2 separate regions of the Mus musculus genome follow, and region 1 is linked to region 2. A link is a contact called in public promoter capture Hi-C data. All regions are on one chromosome and are shown on one strand. Each heading gives the region's core, a stretch centred on a gene start, on an enhancer-like site or on the middle of the called end of the contact. The rest is flanking DNA. Distances are from core to core; before and after follow the strand shown. Region 1 overlaps 1110051M20Rik (RIKEN cDNA 1110051M20 gene). Region 2 holds the start of Madd (MAP-kinase activating death domain).

Region 1 (4,807 bases), core at 1,102-3,601, 260 kb before region 2:
GACATGCTATTTTGAAGCATTCACTTTCAATGTAACAGCTATTAAAACCACTCCCTAGGAGCTGGGCATGGTGGCACATGCCTATAATTCCAGCACTGGGGCTGCTGAGGCAAGAGGATTCTGAGTTTGAGGTCAGTTTGGGATACAAAGTGAATCCTTGTCTCAAAGACAAACAAATAACATTTAAAAGCCATTCTGTATACATTAGACCATACTGCCTGATTTAAGATTTCAAAACCTGTTTATCTTTCTTAATTCACTTTGATTAACTTTTACAATTTATAACTTCACTTGGATTTATAGGCCTAGAAAAAAATAGACAACAAAATATTATAGACAGGAAAGTCCATGTGGTATGCATTCACACACACACACACACACACACACTTACACACACACCAAAAAACCAAACCAAAACAAACCAAAACAAACACCAAAGCTACAGCTGAGTACTCCTCTGAAGTCCGTTTAGAACCTCTCTTTAGGGTTTGGGTATAGGTTCCAGGGACACCTATAATGATTGCCTCTAGGCATTTTTCTACCTGCTATCTAAGGATTCCATTTGAGTTTTTGACTATTTCTGAAGAAAACAACCTTCCATCATAGTGGATGAACTGAATTCTTTTCCACATTGACTTGATGAATTTGGAACCTATAGTCCTGGCCTGGCTTAGGCTTAAGATCATCAGAAAAGAAGACATCCACACTGGCAGTCCAGTGTAGCAACAGAAATGGTCTTGACATCCAGGTTGAAGGCAGAGCCTGGTAAGGAGATTAAGAAGGATAGAAACGTCTGTGTAGACCTGTGAGACATTTCCAGCCATGTGAAAGCTACTTGTTAGAGGCCCATGCCAGCTGCTGAGGTGTGTCTGTGTATCTGTTGGGTGTGGAGAACTCTCGAGATGAAGGGAGCCTGATCTGGACCTAGACTTACACAACCACCTACTTGCTGACCCGAGTGCGAGTGTGTGAGGTTTCCTTCTTATTCCATCTAATCTGTGGACATGCGTGCTTTCACTTGTGCTTCAGGTTGGCTCTTCTGCTCTGTAGAAGCTGCTTACCAGCTGAGGTTGGTAATGGGGTGGCATAATAGTCACCTATAGAAATCAGCAATCAGAGGTTATATGTTTCCTTTGAGGTCTATGCATTTAGAAGAATTACAATAAATAGTAGCATTTTAAAAATCTGTCATTAAATTTTTTTGTTAATTTTTTTCATGTGTCTGTGAAGGAGGTGGGTGGACGTGTAGGTGTGCCAGTGTGCACATGTGGGGTCAGAGGCCAGCTTACGGGACTCAGTTTACTCCTTTCACCAAGTGGATCCTGGGTGAACACACATACACAGATATCAGATGGCTAGTTAGTAAATTTTGGAAGTGGGATATAAATGAGCAATCTAATTTCTGTGTACATGGTTAAACTCTGCTATAAATACACTCAGTGACCCTAAAAGATGGGGTCCTCTATTATTGCATAGCCTCATACAACAAGGATCCTTGGAGTGAGTTCAGTTGACTCCAAAGGTTTCATTTAATATTTCCCTGGCTCTGTTTTGGTGTCTGCTTCTTGGAGGACCTGAACTAAGGCAATGTCCCAGTCACTGACACAGCCCTTTCCAGCTGTAAAGCCTATGCAGTCTCTCTGAGTCTTGGCAAAGGTTCTGACATAGAAGTCATTCAACCTCAAGACTTCTAAGCAATTCTGGACTTTTTTTTTTCTTCTTTTTGTATTTGTTGATGCCATAACATGAGATACTTGTATGACTGCCAAACACAGCGTTAGTTTTTGCTATTGGAGGACTCTTGGTAAATTTATTTTGTTTCAAATGTAAATTAGTGAGCCTTTCAAACCCAGAGCTATACTACAGAACATTAGCACTTAATTAGCTGATATCATCTTCAGAACTTAGTATTCAGGTTGTTTGAGAAAAGGAATGAAATAAATGATAGGTGCTACACTGACTGTAAATCTTAGGAAACCAGATTAATATAAAACAAGTCACTTTAGAACAGCTACAGAGCTGTTCAGTCACCTCCCTCCCTCTCACTGCTCTTCCTTTCCTGGTCGTCTAAAGGAAAGCTAAGGTGGAACATAATCTTGAATGACCGCAACATCGAGTGAGAGAAATTAGTGTGTGTTGGAGAGCTGGAGCCGGCGGCCCTCTTGGCTCTCCCCCGATTTGGTTAGCAGCTTCTCAGTCACGGAAGGGGCAGCAGGCCGTTCCCTTGGGGCAGCAGGCCGTTCCCTTGGGGCAGCAGGCCGTTGCCTTGGTGGGGTAGTTCAGGAATGTGCCCTTGGAAGTGGTTCCTGGAAGTCCAGCCCACGCCTCTTTCCCACCTTTCCCAGGACTCTGCAAGCTCTGTAAGCTTATTGTTGGGGAGTGGGAGGAGTGGATGAATTCCAAGGCTTGTGGTTTCTGACCCTTGGTCACTTCCATTTCTCCAAAATAAGTTGCAGAGTGATTTCATTGTTGTTCCAAACAGAGTTTTTTAAAAAGTTTTGACCTTGTTTATCATTTATATATTCAAGTAATAATAAAGTCTTTCAAGTTCTGTCCAAAAGTTGGCAGCCATTTTTTTTTCTTACATACAGCATCTGCTTAGGGAAGTGGAGTAGGTAACTGGTGTTTGAGAAGAGACATTCATGAGTCTCTCTTCTGTCCTCATCACAGTGACCTTGGTTTCCCTTGTGGCTCCTTGGAGAATGTCTATTTTTGATTAGAATGTAAGCAGTGAGGCGGGCTTGTCTCGGTATCTCTAGCTTTAGTATGGTGGTTGGCCAAGTGAAGTACTCAGTTGCTGAATGAATGGTTTTCTCTAAGCAGCAGAATACATTTAAAAATAAATGGGAGAAAGGAATGTAGTTTAACAAACAGTTACTGAACTCCCACCAAGTGAAGAGACACCGTGTCCCCACCCCTTTTTGATGGATGGAAAAAAGGGGACAAGTGATTAAAATCTGCCCTGGATGCTTTTGGCTTTAAAGTCTGATTATCCTAAGCTTCGTTTCTTGGTTGATAAGTTTCTACATCTTGGTTACCCAACAGTAAGATTTAATCAGTATTTTAAAGCTGATGTTTTAAGAAGGAAAGAAGTTTTGCACAGTTTTGGGGCATGTCCATGAGAGTACTGAGTGCTGGGCTTTGATTGACAGGAGACTTACCCTTGTCAAGTAATCCTGGGTCCTCCTTCTGGCTCTGGGGTCACCCTTGTTCCACTTCCCTAGCAGCGTTAGGAAATAGCTCATTCTATGATTGGAATTGCAAGTCAAAACACATTTATCTGAACAGAATTTTAATGATTTATCAAAGAGAGGAGGGATTTTCCCAAACACATCAGAATTTATCCAATTACTGATCCCATTAAATATGTTTTTCTTAAGCATCTTTCTTTAAACAAAGCAATTACTGTGAAATCACCAAATATATTTTTCATAAAACCTTTTTTAATATCTTTTGTTTGATTAGCAGGAGCCCACTAAAAGTAAATATTGCTTAAAGAGGCACTTCTCCAGGACCTTTCTTTTTCTTTCAAGAAAGAAGGAAAATTAGCTTTTAGAAGCTCTGTTCTTTGGAGAGAGTAGGAGCCTTTTTCTGGCCGTCCAGTTGTGTAGCTCAAGGTCTTATTAAAGCTATGTTCTGGCCCTGAGATTACAGATGATTGTGATAACACAGATTCGGCTCCCGTAATCGAAAACAAATTTGTTTGTGCCTCAGGATGTCACCAGGTGTTAATTAATCTCAGGTTTCTCTCACCTGGACAACTCTTTAGGCTCCGGTAAACAGACGTCTGCCAGGGAGAGACAGACCTGTGTCACATCGTTGGTTTGTGTTTTTGGAAGGTGCCCTTTGGTGGCCCTGCACTGGATCCATGGTTGGTCCTTCTACCTCCACCTCCCAAGTGTTTGGCGTTCTGTTCCCCATTGCCTCAGGAAAAAAAAATCCTGTGGCAGAATTCCTCCAGTGGCCAACTTACATACAACGTGCTCTAAATGGGAAAATTATATATTTTAAAATAGGCATGTTTGAAACAATAACATTTTTGAATGTGAAATGTACCAAAGGCCACATGTCTTTGGCTTCGCTTGTCAAATGGAGAGGCTGCTGCCAGAACCACTGGGCTCCATGGTTCTCATGCCCCAAAGTCCTGCAAATTGACAAATAAGCAGACAACAACACAAAGAAGTTGGGCCCATGAGAAAGTGAGTCTGGGCACTTGGGCTGGCCTCTTTTTCTCTGTGTGGAGCTCTTCCCAGCTTTGCCCTTGTGTCTAATCTTAGATTTCCAAAAAGGAGAGATTAAATGTGTCTGGTATTTCAGTGTGTTAACTGCACGGACAACATGAAGCTAGCACTCAGGCCACTGTTCAGCCTGTCATATGGAAGGACTTGCCTTTCAGAGGAGATTATAATTGTGTATGTAGCCACACAAATGCACATTCTGCCTGGAGAAAAATGCAGAGAAGAGGAGGCCGTATGCTGCCACTCAGGTCTCTTTGTGGAAGGCTGCATAAGGAGCCCTTACATGCCATAGTCACCTCTTTGGGGCTTAATGAGTCATCTTTGTGTGTTAGCTTCTTAAAAGAAAAAAAGAAAAAGGAAAGAAGAAATACACTCTCCCGCAAGTGAATTGCTTTTATTAGCCCTGCAGCTTTGTCTTAGAGACTGCTTGAATATTCCCGACGACAGCATTTACAAGGCTAGTGCACAGACAGGACACAAAAATAATTCAGCTTCTGAGTAGCCAGACGAAACTTCAAGAGACAAAGTTAGAACAATTATAACGCTACTCTTTATAAACAGTGGTGCAT
Region 2 (5,501 bases), core at 2,306-4,805:
CGCGGCGCCCGGCTAGGAAGCGAGGAGCGCCCCGCCGCCGGCCGGGAGACGTCGGGTGGGCCTGGCAGCCTCCTCCGAGAGTAGGTAGCTGAGCGCCCGCGGTCGGGAGCCCCGTGTGGGGCTTTGAGGGGGAACGCGGAGCCTGAGAGGAAAAGCGGCTCCGGGAGGAGAGGGTCTCTGAGGCGGCCCTGGAGGAGCGAGCGAGCGCGAGGGGGCGTGGAGCCTGCTGAGAAAGTGAGGCGGGGGTCGGGCGGGGAGCCCGTGCGGCTGCGGGGCTGTGGGCCCGCGGGGCGGCTTCCCGGGTGGGGACGAGGAGCTGTCCAGCAGGTGAGGGGGCGGCCAGAGCTGTCCAGCCCCGGGCCCGAGGAAGGCACCGGCGCCTGGCGTGTGTGCGCGTGCGTGCGCACGCCTTATTTTTTTTTATTTTTTTTTTGACTAGCGTTTGGAGAACCACGTTTGGTTCTTTAAAATAGACATATATGTATTTACATTTCATCCTTCAGTATTGGCCTGCTGAAGACTAGGCACACCATCTCATCACTGGCTGCAACTGCTCCCTTTTCCAATCTCCCGCAGCTTAGTGTTTCGTGCTCACTCCTCCTTCCCCAGTCCTGACCATCGCTGGCTTCATTGCTCCAGTTCTTCCCCCATGCTGGACCAGTCTGCTGATGAGCTTGCAAGGTCACTGTCTGGGGAGGAGGAGGAAGGAGAGGAAGCCTCCGGTTGTGCTCACGTCAGCAAAGATGTCATACCGTCCTTGGGTCGGGTTCTTGTGGTTTTTACTATGAGATCCTGCCCCAAATGAGGGGCGGAATCCACAGGGTTGGTAGTATGGCCATTGTAGGCTGAAAATGCAGAGATTACCTAAAAGTCCGTGGTCTCTAGACGTGAGTGGTGATGTAGGATTATAGCAGAAAGGTGTGCATTTAGAGATTTGGACTACGATGGGACAAGAGCTCGGGGCTTTACATTAGTAAATAAGATTGAGGCAGGAGGTAGAGTCTGGGCCCTCTTGGTTGTGAAGACTGAATGAGTTAGAGGTGGTGGTAGAGGATTTAGAGTCTGTGGGGAAGGCAGAGAAGGACAGTGGTGATTATCTTTGTCGCCTGAGTATCTGAAGTCACTGGCTATTGATGGGATACGAATTGAGCCTAAAAATACATTCTGCCACTGCTAGCTAGGATAGTCCCAAGGTCTCGGGTTCTTGCAGCTCTGAAAGGAGAACTGTAGAATATGGCAATTGACTTGAATTTGGAGAGGGGCTTCATCTCGCTAACACTAGAGAGGTCCCTATAATTAATTTACTATTAAGAGAAAGCTTCAGCTCCCCTCTCTCAACCTCTCTCTCTCAACCCCCCCCCTCTCTCTCTCTCTCTCTCTCTCAATCTCTCTCTCTCTGTCTCTGTCTCTCTGAGATTTTAGTCAGGATGATGCTTCTGGTTTTCAATGTAAACCTGTTTTAAAGATCCAGCCTCTGGTCCTACAAATTCTGTTTTATGGTAAGGTGCTTTAATACAGAGGTGAATCTGGCTTGCTTATAGGTAGATATGTCCGTATAGAACCCAGTATGGCTTTTGCCTGTGTCCTATTTCATAGCTTCATTTCTCTTAGGAGGAAGGGAGCCCAGCTCTATAAGGGAGCTCCACTTTTGCAATATGTTCATGCAATATGTTCATGTAGTTGGGAGAACAAGAGGATTGTTTAGGATTATTAAGAGTGATGAACCCCAGAAATGACTGAATGTGTGGCATGCTCAGGAACTTGATGGTGAAGAACTATTTCTATTAAAAGCTGAACGTGGGATTAAAAAAAAAAAAAAAAACACGGACAGAAGCGGAGATAACCTGATTCTTAGTAGGTGCTGTCTTTGGAATCAGCATCTCCAGGGCTAGGGGGAATGAGATGCTATAGGCCATGGCTGGGTTTGGAGTAGCAGCTGCTAGCATGGTTTGGTCACCAAGCAGGGGAGGGGCTATGACTCTGCTATAAATAGTTCTGGGAGCCAGAGTCGCTATGGAGACAAAACTGAATCCTATTACCTATGGGTCCTCTATTGGGAGCAAGGGGGAAAGAGGGAACTGTGTTTTAAGGACACCAGAGGTACTGTAACTAGGTCTTGTTTGTGGGTCGAGGAGGAAACAAAATAAAAGAACTAATTATCTAAAGCAAGTAGTACCCACAACACAGGCACTATCTATGTCTGTAGTATGGGAGTCAAATGAAGTGCATGTTTACGTGTGTGGTGTGTGTGTGTGTGTGTGTGTGTGCATGTGTGTGTACAGTGAACAAAGTCTCAGGCCATAGAAGCAAAATCTTGGAGCCCTGGAAATGCCCTATACAGGAGTGAAACATTTTATTTAGAAGTCTATGAAAATCTAATAAAAATATAGATTCTTTGGAAAGTATAATTGTTATCGCCTCGCAGCCTTTTGGCTAAGATCAAGTGTGAAAGATATAATTGTTTCTTTTATGCACGCGTGTGCCTGAGCATGCATGTGTGCACTCTGTCAGTGTAGCACTGAGAAGAGCCACAGTTTACCGGGAACTAGCATCACAGGCCGTGATGAGCCACCCAGTGCCAGTATTCAGAGCTGAACCTAGGCTTTCTGGAAGAGTCATGAGTGCTTGTAACTGCTGGGCCATTTCTCTGGCCCCCAGGAAATAATTGATTTCGAATACATTTAGAAATTCCTTTAGACACTTCCCCTAAATTTGTAGAAACCCTGGTATTTTCCGTCCCTAATTCACAATCCCTACAAGATAGAGAAAGACCAGGCCTCCTGGGAATGCATTGTATTACTGACTCTGATCCAGAGACCCGAATAGTCGAGAGCTGTGGTTCAGCACCAAGGGCAGAGGAGGCAGCAGTAGCTGCTTGGCCCCCTTTCTATCTTGAAGTGGGAAAACTGGTTAGAGATGAGACAGTTGGGACATGGACTTTTCCATGTGAGATCACATGAACAGTATGCAGCTGTTGTTACTGTCTGAGTGCAATTAACTGGAAAGTCTGTGTGATAGTTACCCATCAGGCTGAATGCTACTCAATGAGACAGAATAATCAAGTTTCCATGTAGACGTAAAAGCCCAGGTTAGTGCTGTATAAAGAATCTGCTTTTATCTTGATTCCCCCCCCCCCCGCCCCGGAGTAGCCCTGAAAGTAATTTTTTGTTGTTGTTATAATTCTTCACTCTAGATTAGACTGAAACAGAGTCTCAGAAACTCGGCTGGAGATGAGCTAGCTATAGTCTGAGCTGTTATTTTTTCAGCTCCTCGTCTCCTTTTTGGGTGCTGAGGATTGGAACTAGGGCCCCATCCATTCTAGATAAGTCCTTGATCACTAAGCGATAGCCTCAACCCTATTCCGTTTGAAATTTGACTCTGGAAGCTCATAAACGTGGACAGCCAGCAGGGAAAGCAAGCGTCAGATTCTATCGTGAGTTCAGAAGTGGAAGCCTCTGACCTCCGCCCCTTGCTGAGATGAACCTGAGAAGGGTGAGTCCCTTAGGCGTAGCACTGGGTATTTATCAGTACTTTTCCCCCTATTGGATTTTCAGATTATATCAGAATTCCTCCTGGGAATGCTGGCTTCTTGCTCAGTGCCCTGAAGTTTCTCTGCAATGAACTGACAAATCGGAACCATGGTGCAAAAGAAGTTCTGCCCTCGGTTACTTGACTATCTCGTGATCGTAGGGGCGAGGTAACCAAGAAGACCAATAACTGTCTTGTTCTCTGTGGCAGCCACAATGTCTTGTTACTCCCAGACCTTATTTCCATGTTGCTTTGAATATCTTATTCTGTCCTATTGCTTTATGTTCTTGTTACATGTTTTGTGTTCCACTTTATGTATGCTATCTCTCATAAATAAATACATGCTGCCGGGCGTGGTGGCTCACGCCTTTAATCCCAGCACTCAGGAGGCAGAGGCAGGCAGATTTCTGAGTTTGAGGCCAGCCTGGTCTAAAGAGTGAGTTCCAGGACAGCCAGGGCTACACAGAGAAACCCTGTCTTGAAAAACCAAAATAAATAAATAAATAAACAAACAAATGCTGTTATTTTAACTCATACTTTATGGGTTTCGAGCAAATATATTCTTTATAGCCCGTTTTCATAGTCTGTCAAAAGGGGAAAGCACTCTGTACTTCTCTGTCTACCTAGATTCCTAAGGTAATCTTTTAGCTAAGGTGCTGATCATCTTGAGGTGCTAGTGATGATTTTCTTGTTGAAACTTTCAGGATAGTGTCTTCATGACAGTGTGGACTTCAGTCTGTCAGTTAAACTCTTTCCTAAAGTGCCTTTGAGCTTCATCTGTTGATTGTGGTTCAAGTGTGATAGCATGTTCCATGCTGTTGGGTTGCTGAGTGTGCCTTTATGTCCTTCAGGCACCCAAGCAGTGACAGTGTGGCTCAGACTCCTGAGCTGCTGCGGAGGTACCCACTAGAGGATCACCCAGAGTTCCCCCTGCCCCCAGATGTGGTGTTCTTCTGCCAGCCAGAAGGATGTCTGAGTGTGCGGCAGCGGCGGATGAGCCTTCGGGACGATACCTCTTTTGTCTTCACCCTAACCGATAAGGACACCGGAGTCACCCGCTATGGCATCTGTGTCAACTTCTACCGTTCCTTCCAAAAGCGAATGCCAAAGGAAAAGGTGGAAGGCGGAGCAGGACCCCGTGGGAAGGAAGGCGCTCACACCTCTGGTGCCTCAGAAGAGGCTGCCGCTGGGAGCTCAGAGAGTGGCTCAACCTTGCAGCCGCCTAGTGCTGACTCCACTCCTGACGTAAACCAGTCTCCTCGGGGCAAACGTAGGGCAAAAGCGGGCAGCCGCTCCCGCAACAGTACCCTGACATCCCTGTGTGTGCTTAGCCACTACCCTTTCTTCTCTACCTTCAGAGAGTGTCTGTATACTCTCAAACGTTTGGTAGACTGCTGTAGTGAACGGCTGCTAGGCAAGAAACTGGGCATCCCTCGAGGTGTACAAAGGTACGGTTTGCTGCTTGTGCTTGGGAGAACATTAAGAGATTGATATTACTTCGTGAGAGGAAAAGAAATTTCCTCTAGGGCTGGAGAGGTGGTAAGAGCACTGACCGCTCTTCCAGAGGTCCCCAGTTCAATTCCCAGCAATTACATGGTGGCTCACAACATTCTGTAATGGGGTCGGATGCCCTCTTCTGGTGTGTCTGAAGACAGTGATAGTATATATAAAATAACTCACAGATATAAAATAAATCTTTAAAAAAAAAAAAGGAAGGAAGGAAGGAAAGGAGGGAGAAAGAAAGAAAGAAAGAGAGAGAGGGAGAGAGGGAGGGAGGAAGGAAAGGAAGGAAGGAAGAAAGAAAGGAAGGAAGGAAGGAAGGAAGGAAGGAAGGAAGGGAGGGAGGGAGGGAGGGAGGGAGGGAGGGAGAAAGAGAGAGAGAGAGGGAGGGAGGGAGGAAGGAAGGAAGGAAGGAAGGAAGGAAGGAAGGAAGGAAGGAAGAGAAATTTCCTCTTCAGCTCCTTTAGGACTGT

What was found. Promoter capture Hi-C pulls out the DNA fragments that hold promoters and counts their contacts.
Region 1: a contact with region 2 is called in a promoter capture Hi-C map of embryonic stem cells. The contact joins the enhancer-like site here to the promoter of Madd in region 2. A contact is called at or near these places in 11 of 39 promoter capture datasets (the 3T3-L1 cell line, cranial neural crest, embryonic stem cells and 5 more), 1 of 484 Hi-C or Micro-C datasets (nephron progenitors), 2 of 115 datasets of contacts at active chromatin or transcription factors (memory CD8 T cells and pancreatic cancer cells) and 2 of 9 other capture datasets (liver and pancreatic islet).

Annotation. Positions count from the first base shown.
Region 1 is chr2:91,436,960-91,441,766 of GRCm38.p6, reverse strand. The region is part of intron 1 of 1110051M20Rik (RIKEN cDNA 1110051M20 gene); the gene reads left to right. Among named protein-coding and RNA genes, the nearest start is that of 1110051M20Rik, 5.4 kb to the left of the region's middle. Within about 2 kb of position 2,351, at least 16 of the 459 cell types and tissues checked have an H3K27ac peak or open chromatin away from gene starts, as enhancers often do. A contact at or near this core is called in embryonic stem cells, where this site is marked.
Region 2 is chr2:91,177,375-91,182,875 of GRCm38.p6, reverse strand. It overlaps Madd (MAP-kinase activating death domain), which reads left to right and starts at 3,555. Exons shown (of 35, transcript NM_001177720.1): 1 at 3,555-3,697; 2 at 4,380-4,976. The coding sequence starts at 3,639.